Regions from separate parts of the Mus musculus genome. Here region 2 is linked to region 1. The links are chromatin contacts, called in public Hi-C maps. All regions are on one chromosome and are shown on one strand. The core of a region is the stretch at or near the end of the contact, and the rest is flanking DNA. Distances in the headings are between cores, read along the strand shown. Region 1 overlaps Dock3 (dedicator of cyto-kinesis 3). Region 2 overlaps Mapkapk3 (mitogen-activated protein kinase-activated protein kinase 3).

Region 1 (6,715 bases), core at 1,655-4,154:
TACTTTTCATTCAACTAAAAACCTCCCTCTCTCCTCTCTTCATTTCACTTTCCTCGACATCTACCCAATTCTAAACCTTATCCCGACACTCTGGGAATGTCCGTTCCGTTCCCATCTTTCCCAAAGATTTTCACTCCTTGTAGCTTCTTGTAGATTTATATTGCTGAACCTACCTGCTTTTTTGACTTCTAACTCAGAAAAGTTTAACTCTCTCTTTCCTTCTTCCACATCTCTCCTCCAGGCTGCTGGTGAGAATTCCAGCTTGCCTGCCTTGTTATTTTTCTCTAACTTCAAAAACTTCTTTATCAGGCTGGAGAGATGGCTCATTGGTTAAGAGCACTGACTGCTCTTCCAGAGGTCCTGAGTTCAAATCCCAGCAACCACATGGTGGCTCACAACCATCCGTAATGGGATCCAGTGCCCTCTTCTGGTGTGTCTGAAGACAGCTACAGTGTACTTATATATAATACATAAGTAAATCTTTAAAAAAAGACCTTCTTTATGAATCTACAAAAGGAATTCAGTGTCCTTTGGCGACAACAAGGCCACTCTCAAAGACACAAAGCCAGATGAAAGGAAGAGAAATAGAGTTCACAAAGCTTTGTGTTCTCCTTCAGCAAGCAGCATCCTGCCATCCTTACCTCGGGTGCTGGAAGGGGCAGAGGTGATCATCTGGGACGGAGCTGAATGTGTAGAACTCAGGCTGGAGGAAGAAGGGCTTGCCTGGGACGAGGACAGAACAGAGACGTTGGTGACTGAGCCCTGGTACCTGGGGTTGTGATATGCAAGCTGCAAAGGAATAGAGATGAGTACGTCTGAGAGCTCAGTGCTGTAACCCTGGCAGAGACAGAGAGAGCTGGCTCATGCACTCATGTCCTAGAAGACCCAGGCCAAGTGACAGATCCTTTACTGCGGACCAGGCTGGAGGCTGCACTGATGGTGTGCGCTAAGGACAATCCACACCATCCACATGGAGCAAGACAGTTGCGTTGGCTCTATTGTGCTGTACATGGAGAAGAAAGGAGGGCTTAGCTATCAGGATTGCCAAATAGGACACTAATTTGGCAGAAGATCTTGGCCATGCAATTCATAAGAGGAGATAGGTCTGAAAAATGCGGCATGGGAACTAAGACTTGGGGTGGTTTAGAGAAAGAAGGCAGCCTTGCTAGCTATGGAGACTCCAGAAAGGCGAGTCCTCTAGCCGTGGTACCCTGCTCATTCTTGCATAGCTCAGGTACCTGCATGTGGTGGTAGAGGTCTTCAGGAGCTTCACCCATAGAGTTGTCACCCATCATCATCATGTTTCCTGCTTCACTAGATGCATGTGAGGAGAGAGAGGATGAGGAATGGCGGCCTGTGCCCATCAAGTTCATGGGGCTGTGATCAAGAACAGGAAATAGGAAGGAATCAGGCAATAGCTAAGAAAGCATGGTAGGCAGTAGGAGGAAAGGACAGATGCATGAAACTGACACGTAACCCAAGCCAGCACTTGTTCGCAGGATTCTATAGCCAATGTTCACACCTGTCTGAGGCCTAGAGGAGTTCTGAGCCTCACTCTGTCACTGGCCTGAGAAGGCTTATGCTAGTGCAATCTCTTTAGAGTTAAATGGATTACAGCCATTCAGAATGAAAGCACTAGCAGTTTATCAGGAGGAATGAGAGACAGAAATGACAAGTCAAGTCCAGGATCCTATACTCTTTCTATGGAATGTTAGTCTGAACATTGCCTAACCCAGCATACACTATTTTAAGATCTGTTCTGAGAGCAGAGGCAACTTACTGATATGAAGATACTATCAAAAGAGACAGATGTAAACTATCTATGGTTACAAGTATCCCAACAACTTTCCTCTACCAACACTAGCAGGCCCTCTTCATTTGTTCCTCTTCTCATTAGCTGAGTAGCCACTCTATTGAGCTGCATGCTGGAAAATAAACGAATCTAAGAGAGAAATTCATTGCAGTAAATTTCTCTCCTAAAGCTGGCTTCCTGTCATAAAGGCTTTGAGTATTCCCACTTGAGACTGTTCAGTCATTGCTTAAATGCCACACCACTGTCATTATTCCCTTCCTTAAAAACAATCAACAGGGGCTGGTGAGATGGCTCAGTGGTTAAGAGTGCCGACTGCTCTTCTGAAGGTTCGGAGTTCAAATCCCAGCAACCACATGGTGGATCACAACCATCTGTAACGAAATCTGATGCCCTCTTCTGGAGTGTCTGAAGACAGCTACAGTGTACTTACATATAATAAATAAATAAATCTTTAAAAAAAATCAACAATCCTCATTCTCTTTGGAATCCTATCCAAAGGTACACGTGAACAAGGCCCATGCTGAGCAAGCCCTGGCCCCTGCCAATGCTCAGGAATCCTGCACCCCAGTCTTCTCTCTCTGGAGGGAACCTTCCCAGCCCTAATGCCATACCTGTGCCTGTGGGTCATCTTGATGTTCTCAGGGCTCATGGGGCTATGGGATGCCAGAACATTTCCCCGTGGGGTGCTGGTGCCTGAACATGCAGGACTTAGCTTATCCAAACCTGGAAACTCCTGTTGAGAAAGGAATGTTTGTTCATAGATAAATAAAGGTAGGAGAGATAAGTTGTCTGCTGGTAAAAATGTAAAACAAATAGACAAACAAAAAGAGAATCATATGATATACTTTTGGTTTCTTCTGGACAATATGACCTTCATTACTAAATACTCCCCTAAGCATACTGGAGCCTAGACCAGATGCTATTGAGCTCCAGGTAAACTCCACTAAGAGAGACGCATCTAGAACAGGCTGAAGTGAATCTGTGTTTCCAGGGGAGTGTTAACAGGCTTTCTTAGGTCAGAGCACACAGAGCAATAGCTGGGAGGGAGGAGTCAGCTGTCAGTCAGTGCAGACGCTTACATAAGAGCTGGTGCTGGATTTTATTGGATTGCTGAATGGCCCAGCTCTTACTGACCTGCTAAGTTTCCTGTGGCACAGTCTATAGGGAAACAGGAAACAAAGTGCTGATGTAAGTAACCGAAAGCAGCACAGCTCTATTTCAGCATAATTAAATTCTTACTAAGTACGCAGACTTCTTGGCAGCAACGGCTAATCTAACTTCCCACTGAGTGACAGAAAATATATTGGTCTCTGTCTCTGAGACAATTTTCCAGGTTTTCCTCAAGGCTTTCATAATATATGATGGACAAAGGCTCTTGTCTGCTGTGTATGTTTCTGAGCTGGACTGAGAGTAGCACATTTTCCCCTTTCTTCTTCCAAAGCAGGCATAGTGTTAAACTGTTTCTGTAATGTCACAGTATGGACCTGGATGCACATGGACAAGTACTTTGTGCCTTTGTTGTAGTGATCTGACTGCAGAGATGTGACAGGGACCTCCTGGGTGCCAAGCTCTCCATTACCTGGGCTACCAGCTGGGATGAGAAGTCTGCACAGAGCAGAGACCAGCGGTGTGTGCAGGAGCCAGCGCAATGAGGTGGAATCCCCATCAGACTCAGTAATGCTACTCAAGTCCTCACCACCACCTCGGCTTTAGGGGAAGCATATATGTTCTGCATCTCTCACGTGAAACACCGTGGAGGACTCTCCCAGGAAGGAGACATTTTGTGAGCTACAGAAATTCCTCTGGAAAGTGAGCCAGTCTCTCACACTGTGATGAACTTCTTTTGCTATTTTGCTTTTAATGCTGTCCATTCTTGCAAGGAACCAGCTGAGGCCTGCCTTGGGAGTCTGGAGGGACTAAAAGAACCACAACCCACAGCATCCAAGAACAAAGCTGGCCTGCTCAAGACTGACAAGCTTAGTGAGTGCTTGGATGGCTCAGCCTTCCCCAAGATTTTGCATCACCTGTAGAGGAACTTCTCTAGGACAGCATGGCCCACCGTCTAACAGCTATATTTATTTATATTTATTTATTTTATATTATATTTATATATATAAATATGCATACCTAATACATATTTAGTAGCTCTCAGTAAAATGAGAAGAGAGTAGTGGCAGGTCTGTAAGCAGGTGTGGGCAGGTAAAAGATAAGGCTAGAGCCTGTGATTGGGCAGTGAAAAAGGAAGGCAGGTTGAGAGTTTTAGAGATGAGACACAGAGGGACAAAGATAGGACAGGAAGAGGAGACAAGATGGAGGAGGAGGAAGAACCAAATCCGCATGGCTTGAAATAGCCACATGTAGCTATAAATATCATAGGCAAGCAATAGAACAATATAGGGCAATTTGTTCAATCTAGGTGGGCAGTTTGTGTTTATATCATTGCGTTTTGAGTTCTTTGAGTGGGAGTTTTGTGAGTTGAGAATTTACTGATATGAATCTGACTGAAGATTTACAAGCCTCTGGAGCTTTGATTTGCCTGGGCTATGGGGATTTATGATAGCTAGCCACAGGGGCTGGCTGCCTGGGATGTTTTTAATTGTTACACGCAGCATATGGCGACTTAGGTCTGGGAGCCAGAATATTTAAGAGAAAGTCTATTCTAGAAATAATTTACAATCAGCCCTGTGGTTAAAAATTGGGTAATGGTACGTGATATGAATAGGGACTTAGGAACTCAGGGCTACTTGAATCTTATCTTCAACCAACCAATACTCCATTTTTAAGATCACGCCAAGGAAAACTGATCCTGGATTACAGGCCCTGCCTGTGTGCATTAGTTCTTAGGCTAAACTTGCTATGGAGAGTAAAGAGACATGGCAGACTTAGGTAGACAATCTGGAGTCTGGTATAGCCTTAGAACTGCCTGACACCTCTAAGAACAGCCAGAATTAAAGTACTTGGTCCCCAAAACTTTCTTAGATGTGATCCTGGGTCATAACACATTACGATGGAAAACTAAGATGGGAAGAAAGAAAGTTAGAGGAAAAGAATGAAGGAAGGAGAGGAGGTTTACACATGAGGAGAAGAAAATGGGTAAAGAGAAAAGAAACAGAGCTGACAAGAGGGCCTTTTCAGGTCATACCTCTTTTCTTAAGGTTCTTAAGAAAAATACCTCCCAAGAAATTCCTGCATATGAGCCCTTTCTGTATGTGAACAATTCTATTAGCACAGTGCCAGGAAAATGCTGTTTGTCTCTGATTCCAACTCCTTCTGGGGGGAGTGAACCAATGAGAGGTGAAACACCTTGCTCTGGGTACAGTGTCCACTACCCTCACCTCCCCAGCTTCTCTCTCACCTCACCCTCCCTCCTACTTTTCTTTGATTGTATTATAGGCCTAGGAAGTGAAACCTGGTTCTAAATTTGGGCAGGTATGGGATCAGCTTACATGGTACAGACTGGCCCTCATCATCTGGAACTGATCAATCAGCTTCTTATGCAGAGGCCGCATTTCCGGATGCACAAACTTCTCATGAACCGCCAGCCCAACTCCAAGAACATGGACCTATGGGAATTGCCAAATAAGGTCTCTCTGTTAAGCAGGGAGTGGCCTCTGAGGACTGGGTCATTGTGATAGTATATGATGTTTCTCCAGGATGTGGACCTTTCGTGCCCTACAAGCCATACCTGTTCCTGCATTAGTTCTTTGAGCTGGGAGATCTTCTCAGCGTCTCCTGGGTGCTTGGTGATATAATCTTTATCAAAAAAGGCCTGTGAAAGGAAAGGTCAGGTAATGAAGACTCTTCATAAGTTTACTCTTCAATGGAGCCCTTAAAAGGCAACCAGGTTGCTTCCTCATTGGTGTCTTGCCAGCACCTCCAGCCTGGCCTCACTGAAAACTTTATCAGTTAGGAAATGTGTATTTTCTGTGCCTGAGAAGGATTAAGAGGTGGGGCCTAATCTCCCAGGGCTGTATGCTAGCTCTAGCTTCTCACAATGTATAAGTGGCCTAGGTATGCCAGGCAGAGCCAGGGGCCTGATGATGGGCACCAGTTTCTTAGGTAGCCAGGTTCACGAAGGACTGGATTCTTAAGGACCCCAGGAGGGTACTTAGCTTCTATAATCAGATAAGTTATCCATCTCACAAAGATTAGGAGAGGGGGAGCCAAAGGTCTGAGCTACAGAAATAGAGATTAGCCAAGAGCTTACAACTTTATCTCAGAACCACTTCAAACTAGTACCTCTTCATCCAGAAGAGGGCTAGCTTGGGAAGTTTTCCAAGGAGGCTATAATTTTGGGAGAAGGAGCTAATGAGCTGAGTTCCTAGCCAGGCTGTCTGTCAGGGTCTGGTCAATGTCTCCGGCTTACCTCCTGGTAGCGTGCAATGCCTCCATTGACAGCAGCGTCAATGACTCCGTTCAGGCACATGCTGAGCAGATTGATGTTGCCATGTACCTGCTTGTGCTGATACTGGCTGATCAGAGCTCGCAGTTCCTGGTTCTTATTCTCAACTACCTGGATTGCATTCTCCAGAGGGCTCACCTCCACCTGGGGACACATAACACAGAGTCCTCACAGGTGTGCTAACCCCTCATCACATTCCTGACAACAGTTATCATGTGTGATGCTAGCTCTGCTTCCTCATTTCTGCGGATGGAATACGTCCTAGGTTTTCTCTGATTTCTCATCTGATTCAGGCCAGGCAGTGGTGGTGCATGACTTTAATCCCAGCACTCAGGAGGCAGAGGCAGGTGGATTTCTGAGTTTGAGGCCAGGCTGATCTACAGAGTGAGTTCCAGAACACACCATCTCTTCTGATTCAAGGCACTCCAAGTGCAGAGAATAGTGAGGAGGATCATTTGTGACATCAGGGATTTCTGGCTTCTTGAATCTCAGAGATTTTT
Region 2 (6,715 bases), core at 1,394-3,893, 370 kb after region 1:
ATGTCCTTGGATTCCAGCTCTTTTCTATGCAGGAGGACAGACAGGAGTGCCAAGGACTGGATACTCCCTCCAACACCTCCTCGCCCACAGGAGAGAGCTCATCCTGCCTCAGGCCAGGGCAGACAGGAAGCGGAAACACTTCTCACCGCAGAGGAGACACGTGCATGCCCAGGGTCAAGCACCGGTGCAAAAGGACTGAACAACGTTATAGGAAAATAAAGCTTTTGACTCATACCGTTTTCCCTGTAGGGAGCCATATTCTCACAGAGGAGGCTACGGATAAACAAAAACCTCAAAATTAGACAGGGGGCCATGGGAGCGGGCAGAAGGGACAGGAGAGGTTTCTGAGGGTAATACATGTGAACACACGTGACATGGACGCCGAAAGGGGGCTCCTGGGGATGGAGGAGGAAGAGGAGAATGTAGGAAAGGAGGGACAAGGAGAAGCAACAAAGACAAAGCACGTTTGAAAATGCCATAATGAGGGGCTGGAGGGATGGCTCAGCGGTTAAGAACACTGACTGCTCTTCCAAAGGTCCTGAGTTCAAATCCCAGCAACCACATGGTGGCTCACAACCATCTTGTAACAAGATCTGACACCCTCTTTTGGAGGGTCTGAAGACAGCTACAGTGTACTTACATATAATAAATAAATAAACCTTAAAAAAAAGAAAAGAAAATGCTGTGATGAAATCTAATTCTGTGTGTGTGACCTTAACAAGCCCTGCCACACTTTCTCCTTGACAAGTTTCCAACTCAGCCTTCTCCCAGGTCCCTTCTGGCTCCCAATTCTACAGGGATTGGAGACTGTGACCCCCATGGGAACTACTTCATTGTCTTTATAAAAAGACACCACTGGAATACTAGAATTCATTTTTTCAGCCCTTTTTGCTTGTTTTATAAGATGAAGCCCAGGCTGGCTTCAAACTCAGGATTTTCCTTCTTCATCCTCCCAAGTGCTGACACCACAGGTATATGCCACCACACTTGATTCCAACCTATTTATGAGGACCCCCCCACCCCACCCCACCCCCGTGCCTGGCATTCTGGAAGGCTATTAACAGCCCTGCCCTTGCCCTTCACCTGCCAGTGTTCCCTGCTGGCTGTTTTTGCCTGATGAGAGCATGAGCCACAGTCTCAGTCTCAAATCTGGGTGCAAGCATCATGCAGGATGTCAGTTTCAGGGCACAGAGACAAGAGTCTCTTCCTTTTAAATATTCTTAAACAGTTGTTTAGTTTTATCTTCTGTGCACGTGTATGCTGGTGGGATCGTGTGTGCCGTAGTAGGGATGTGGGAGAGGTCAGGGGACACCTTGCTGAAGTCGAGTCTCTCCTTCTATCAAGTGGGTACTGGGGATCAAATGAAGACCAGCAGGCTTGGTGGCAAGCATTTTGTCTGCTGAGCCATCTCACTGGCTTGACAAGAGTTTCTTTAAGCATGGACCTAATGAAACCAAAGTCGTCACACCTCTCCTGTTCCCCCACACACACAGGCACTCCCTGAGGAGGCCGTATCCTCAAGAGTACCCATGCTATTTAAAGAGCTGGTAATGATGTCAAATCTAACTTCTTAGCCACAGTTTCAAATTAGAGCCTCGGACATGTGCCATTACTCTCTCGCACTCATTTTCCCAGCTTTTGTAGCTCATTAAGAGAGCTAATGGAACCAATTTTGCAGCTATGGATTAGTTGGCCTCGCTCCAGATCAGGCCGTGCTTCATTAAGTTCTGACCACATCTTGTCCTCTGTCACACCCTGGTCATTTACCTTCCCCTCCTCAGATGCAAAGTTCCAGGGAGGTCAGCTCAGATGATACCAGTGACCTCCAAATGTCCAGGCCCAAGATGGATGTCTAGCGAAGGACAGTTTGGGGTCAGTGTGAGCACCCCCCTTTCAAAGTAACTGTTCTTTCCTGGTGCACAGCCCATACTTGTGCTGATACATCTCGCACTTTGTGCACCGTATCTGGAGAAGATGTCTCTCTGTGAGGTTAAGTGACTTTCCCAAAGTCACACAGCCAGATGATGAATCAACCCTTGAACCCAGAGCTGTTGGATTCTAAGTACATACACGCATACATACAAACATACATACATACATACATACATACATACATACATACATACATAGAAAGAGAGAGAGAGGGAGAACCCAGAGCTGTTGGATTCTAAGTACATACATACATACATACATACATACATAGAGAGAGAGAGAGAGACCTTCTTCCTATAGCTGTGAAGGTGAGTGGGTAATCTTCCTACAACATCAATGAGGGAAAGATAAACTGGGGGAGGAGGCCTAGCCAGCCCTTCCTAGACCTAGGCTCCATACTTCTGAGTCCAGACCAGGCTAAGTAGATGTGTCAACTGTGGCAGGTGTTTGCAGATCCCATGCCCTGTCCTAGGTACGTTATACCCTTTAGCTCTTGCCCTTTGACAGCTGTACCGTTACCCATAATGCTCAGCTGAGGAGACTGTGGCTCAGCAGTTTTGTAGCTTCCCGAGGTCATGTGATTTGTAAAAGTCCATCTCCAAGTCTGAGAAGTCCCTGGGATCCAGATTCGGCTCTTTTCCTACCAAGGCCTGTCCATTCCCAGATGCCACAAACATTCCCTGGCCCTACCTTGGTATCAGTCCAAAACCTTGGCAGGGAATGCTGTCACAGACACTCTGTCCTCAAGGGTTGGGGGGGGAGTGAGTCTATTCATGAGTCACCGCAGCATTTGATGAGGGGATTCGCTCAGTTCCGTCTCTTCTACCTTCTTTCAGGAGCCAGAGCAGGCAAGGTGGGGAAGACTCCCCACTGCAAGGGAGCCCAGGAGCACAGAGGGCTCCCTGTGACAGCTCCCCTTCTAGATCAAGGCCAGGATTCCTGGCAGGTTGGGATCTCTCTGACCACGACTCATCAGAGTTCTGGGAAGAAAGGAGCAGCTACAGCGCCAAACCCCAACCTCCCCAAGATGCGAAGCTGATGGCAGAGCCAAGGCGCTTTTGGATGTCAGCAAGTCTCAGAACAGATTCCTCCAATGTATTACATTTTGATGGTCTCAGTTTGTCTCCTTTTTTGCCAGCTCCAGACAATCGAGAAATAAAGACAAAAGGGCCAAATCTGGTGGGCCTGGGGAAAGGGAAGAAACGTTGCCAGGAAAAGAGAACAGAACTGGTCTCGTAGGCAAGAGAGGGCACATGAGTGCTAGTTGGGGTGAACCGGGGTTCCAGTGCCTCAGGTCATGCGGGGGAAGAGCAGCTGTGGCTACAGAGGTTCAGGAGGGACCTACCTGAACACTGAAGGCTAGTTCATCTCCCTACACACCACTGGCAGGCCATCCTATAGCTCTGAAAAGTGCAGACAACAACAGTACTCTTTCTCCAGGAGGTCTCAAGGAAGGACTGAGAGCACACAGAGTTCACGTGAGCACACACTGAATGCACTGGGGGCCTACTGTTCCAGGGGTGGAAATGGCTTTCCAAGTTTGCTTGACAGGTCCTGGCTTCCTCTAGGCCTTGCCCTGAGATAAACTCACACCCTCCTCCCTGTTTCCCGGAACTTAAAAAAAGCTAGGTGCACCCCGGGAGCAATCCAACAGGTCAGAAAATGGTCTCAGATCCTCATAGGGACAAGGGAGACTGGGAGTCCTACAAGCGCACACACAGAGGGCTGCCTAATGTCTACCTCTATGTTCACAGAGGAAAATCTCTCTCTCTCTCCTCTCTCTCTCTCTCTCTCTGCTCTTCCAGAGGCAGGGGGTCTGATTCCCAGTAAGATAATGCTCTCTTCTGGGCTTAGTGGCCACCAGGCACTCAAGTCATGCATAGACATACATGCAGATAAATACACATATACATAACACTAATACACATAAAACTACACTAGAAATAAAAATAAGGGCTGGAGAGATGGTTCAGCAGTTAAGAGCACCAACTGCTCTTTCAGAGGTTCTGAGTTCAATTCCCAGCAACCACATAGCGGCTCACAATTATCTGTAATGGGGATCTGATGCCCTCTTCTGGTGTGTCTGAAGACAGCTTCAGTGTACTCATATAAATAAAAATAAATAAATCTTAAAAAAAAAACTTAAATACTAATCAGCAGGAAGAAACTTCACAGGGTCCCACCCTGACCCTTAGACAGAGAATACACACAACTTACATCTGCTCCAATGCAAAGTGGTCAGCCCTGAATCCATGTGTGTGTGATTTAAACTATACAAAACAACAACAACAACAAAACCTACGTACTTTGTCAGACACTACCCCAGCACTATTTATTCTACAACAGAGTAAAAAAAGAGAACGTTTTCATCCTATGAACAGAGACTTTAGAAAATACAGCGTTTTGTTTTGATCTCAGAAATAATGTCCCTCTTTTGGTGGTCTGCCTTCACAAACAGATCCTTGCCTGGACATAAATATGTGCCTCAATTGGTCAGTTGTGTTGTAGTGTAGTGACGTCCACATAGCTGGCATAGGGCTCAAGGGGACAGTGGCTACCCCATCTAAGCATGGGTGACCTGGACAAGCAAGGCCACGCAACGAGGACACATGCTGACTCAGCGTCTAGTCAGCCGCAGAGAAAAGGGAGCCAGTACTTCTGTAACTCCCAGACGAAGGACCGACAGCCTCTCTTATTCTGGATGTCACAGAAATGATGGAAGTATAAGAAGTGGGGCTGGGGAGGCTGGAGACACAGCTCAGGGGTTTCAAGCACTGGCTGCTTTTCCAGAGGACCTGGGTGCAATTCCCAAAACCCATATCAGGCATCTCACAACTGTTGGTAACTCCACTCCCAGGGCTTCTGAGGGCACCAGGCATGCATGGGATACACAGACACACAAGCAGACAAAACATCCGTGTGCATAAATAAAACAAATAATTTTTAAAAAAGAAGTGGTGGCAGGGAAGATGGCCTAGAGCCCATGACAGGCACTGCAAGTGACCTTCTGACCCCATCCTCCAGCCCTGCAGTTTCTGAAGTCTGTAAGCGCTCAGCTCAGCATCTTTCCCTCTTCCCTTAGCTCCATCCACGTCCCTACAGCTCCCCATACAGGTTTGCAGAGGGTAGGCAGCCATCTCTGCGTTCAGATCCCTCCAGAAGCACTAGTGACTTGTCCAGGCTGCCAGCGTCCTGCACACCATGACCCCCTCCCCAACTCCCAGGCCCTCTCTAGTCCTGTGTCTGTCCATCCAGAGTATGCCCAAGTCCCCAATACCTACCCAGCTTCTAGAAGAAATGTCCTGTCTCCAACAGCCATGCCATGGAGTCATGGCCATGAGCAGGAGAAGGGGAGAGACCTCGTCCTCTTGGGAACCAGGATGGTGACCTGGCACTGCCCAGGGTCACCCTTGTGAAGGGAATGGGCTACAGTGAATCATTTCTGCTCTCTTGAGCCTTCTGGGGATGTTCCCTGGCACTGGATCAGCCTGACTCAAAGATTTGACTGAGCCCTGGGAGAGAATGTAGAGGAGTCTCCAAACCTGAGTCATAACCCCAGAGCTTCCTGTCCCTAGCTGACTACAGACCCTGCTGATAGCATCACCAGCTGACGTTTCCCTGGCAACAGCATTCACTGAGTGGCTAGGGGACAAGCTCCCTGGAGCATCCTCTAGCCAGACTCTATCGTGCAGCTCAACTGCTTGCAAGGGCAACCCCAACAGAGAGTAGGACTCCCTCATGCCCACTTCCCTGGCACTGCTCATGATCCCAGCCCACCCTAAGTGTCCCAATCTGAAGGAAGACCTTTTGCCAAGCAAAGCACCCAGCCCCTCGTTTTACAGATGGGCTGACTGTGGCACACAGGGAAGGGTGGCAGAGGGCCAGAAATTGGCCACCTGCCAAGCCTGGGCTCCAGCCCAGCTTTGGACACAACTCTGCTCTGTGAACGTGGGTGAGTTACTCTGCCTTTCTGAACCTCTGTGACTGCAGCCATGACAGGGGAGTGGTAACCATTCTCAGATGACTCTGCTGACTGTGTTTAAGCAGCAAGTGGCGCTCTCATCCAGCTACTGGTTAACTGCCTACCGAGACCAAGGACACACATCTTGAGAAGAAGGCTGTTCATGGTGGGGAAACCTGTAGAACAAGTTCTCGGTCCTCAGTAGAAGTTGAACCCCTTGGGAATGGAGCAGTGGGTGTAGCTGATCAGGCCCCGGCCACTCAGAGTCTGGAAATAGCCTCTGAGATTACTGGAGTAATTAAATACAGTCTAAAAAGTCTTGGGGATCATGCCAGATAGTGTAGGGGCATCTCACATTCTGCCCCACCCTACAGAAACAGAATCGGATTGCACCGCATACCCTTAGTCCACCCCATCTCTCCTAGGCTCCTCTGCTAACTTTGAGGCTCTGGTAGGACCTCAGTCCTTTCCTTCCCTGACTTTGGCCAGGTAACCTTAGGAGTCATAATGTGCCCAACCACACTGTTGTCCAAACCACCATCTCCGACCATTGGGCCATAAAGAGGTCCAATAAGGAGAGACTGCAGCTAAAGTCGGCTTCCCACTCTCCACAGGGACGCCTCAAGTTACAGCCCAAGTGCGCCTGACTCCAGCTGTTCTGCCAGCACCTGGTCAGAGCTGACAGCAGGAGGGGACATTGGGAGTGAGGTGGGTACAGCCAGATGCTCTTTGCCCTTGCCCCACCCCCACCCTCCCCTGAGAATGGGGGAGCTGTAAGCTGACTAAAATGAAGCTTGCCCTGCCCTCAGCCTGTGGGCTGCA

The links. Hi-C and Micro-C count contacts between places; a contact is called where the count stands out from the background.
Region 2: a Hi-C map of the N1E-115 cell line shows a contact between it and region 1, with 6 times the contacts expected there. The contact joins two enhancer-like sites. A contact is called at or near these places in 3 of 39 promoter capture datasets (embryonic stem cells, hippocampal neurons and liver), 1 of 15 datasets of contacts at CTCF or cohesin (the NIH/3T3 cell line), 44 of 484 Hi-C or Micro-C datasets (3T3-L1-derived adipocytes, the AML12 cell line, the Ba/F3 cell line and 34 more), 25 of 115 datasets of contacts at active chromatin or transcription factors (the 230-238 cell line, acute myeloid leukemia, bone marrow-derived macrophages and 17 more) and 5 of 9 other capture datasets (adipose tissue, embryonic stem cells, liver and 2 more).

Annotation. Positions count from the first base shown.
Region 1 is chr9:106,905,992-106,912,706 of GRCm38.p6, forward strand. Dock3 (dedicator of cyto-kinesis 3) reads right to left here. Exons shown (of 53, transcript NM_153413.2): 44 at 6,180-6,359; 45 at 5,499-5,582; 46 at 5,260-5,376; 47 at 2,425-2,546; 48 at 1,239-1,377; 49 at 642-789. Among named protein-coding and RNA genes, the nearest start is that of Manf, 17 kb to the left of the region's middle. Within about 2 kb of position 2,905, at least 73 of the 459 cell types and tissues checked have an H3K27ac peak or open chromatin away from gene starts, as enhancers often do. A contact at or near this core is called in the N1E-115 cell line, where this site is marked.
Region 2 is chr9:107,273,243-107,279,957 of GRCm38.p6, forward strand. The region is part of intron 2 of Mapkapk3 (mitogen-activated protein kinase-activated protein kinase 3); the gene reads right to left. Among named protein-coding and RNA genes, the nearest start is that of Mapkapk3, 13 kb to the right of the region's middle. Within about 2 kb of position 2,644, at least 4 of the 459 cell types and tissues checked have an H3K27ac peak or open chromatin away from gene starts, as enhancers often do. A contact at or near this core is called in the N1E-115 cell line, where this site is marked.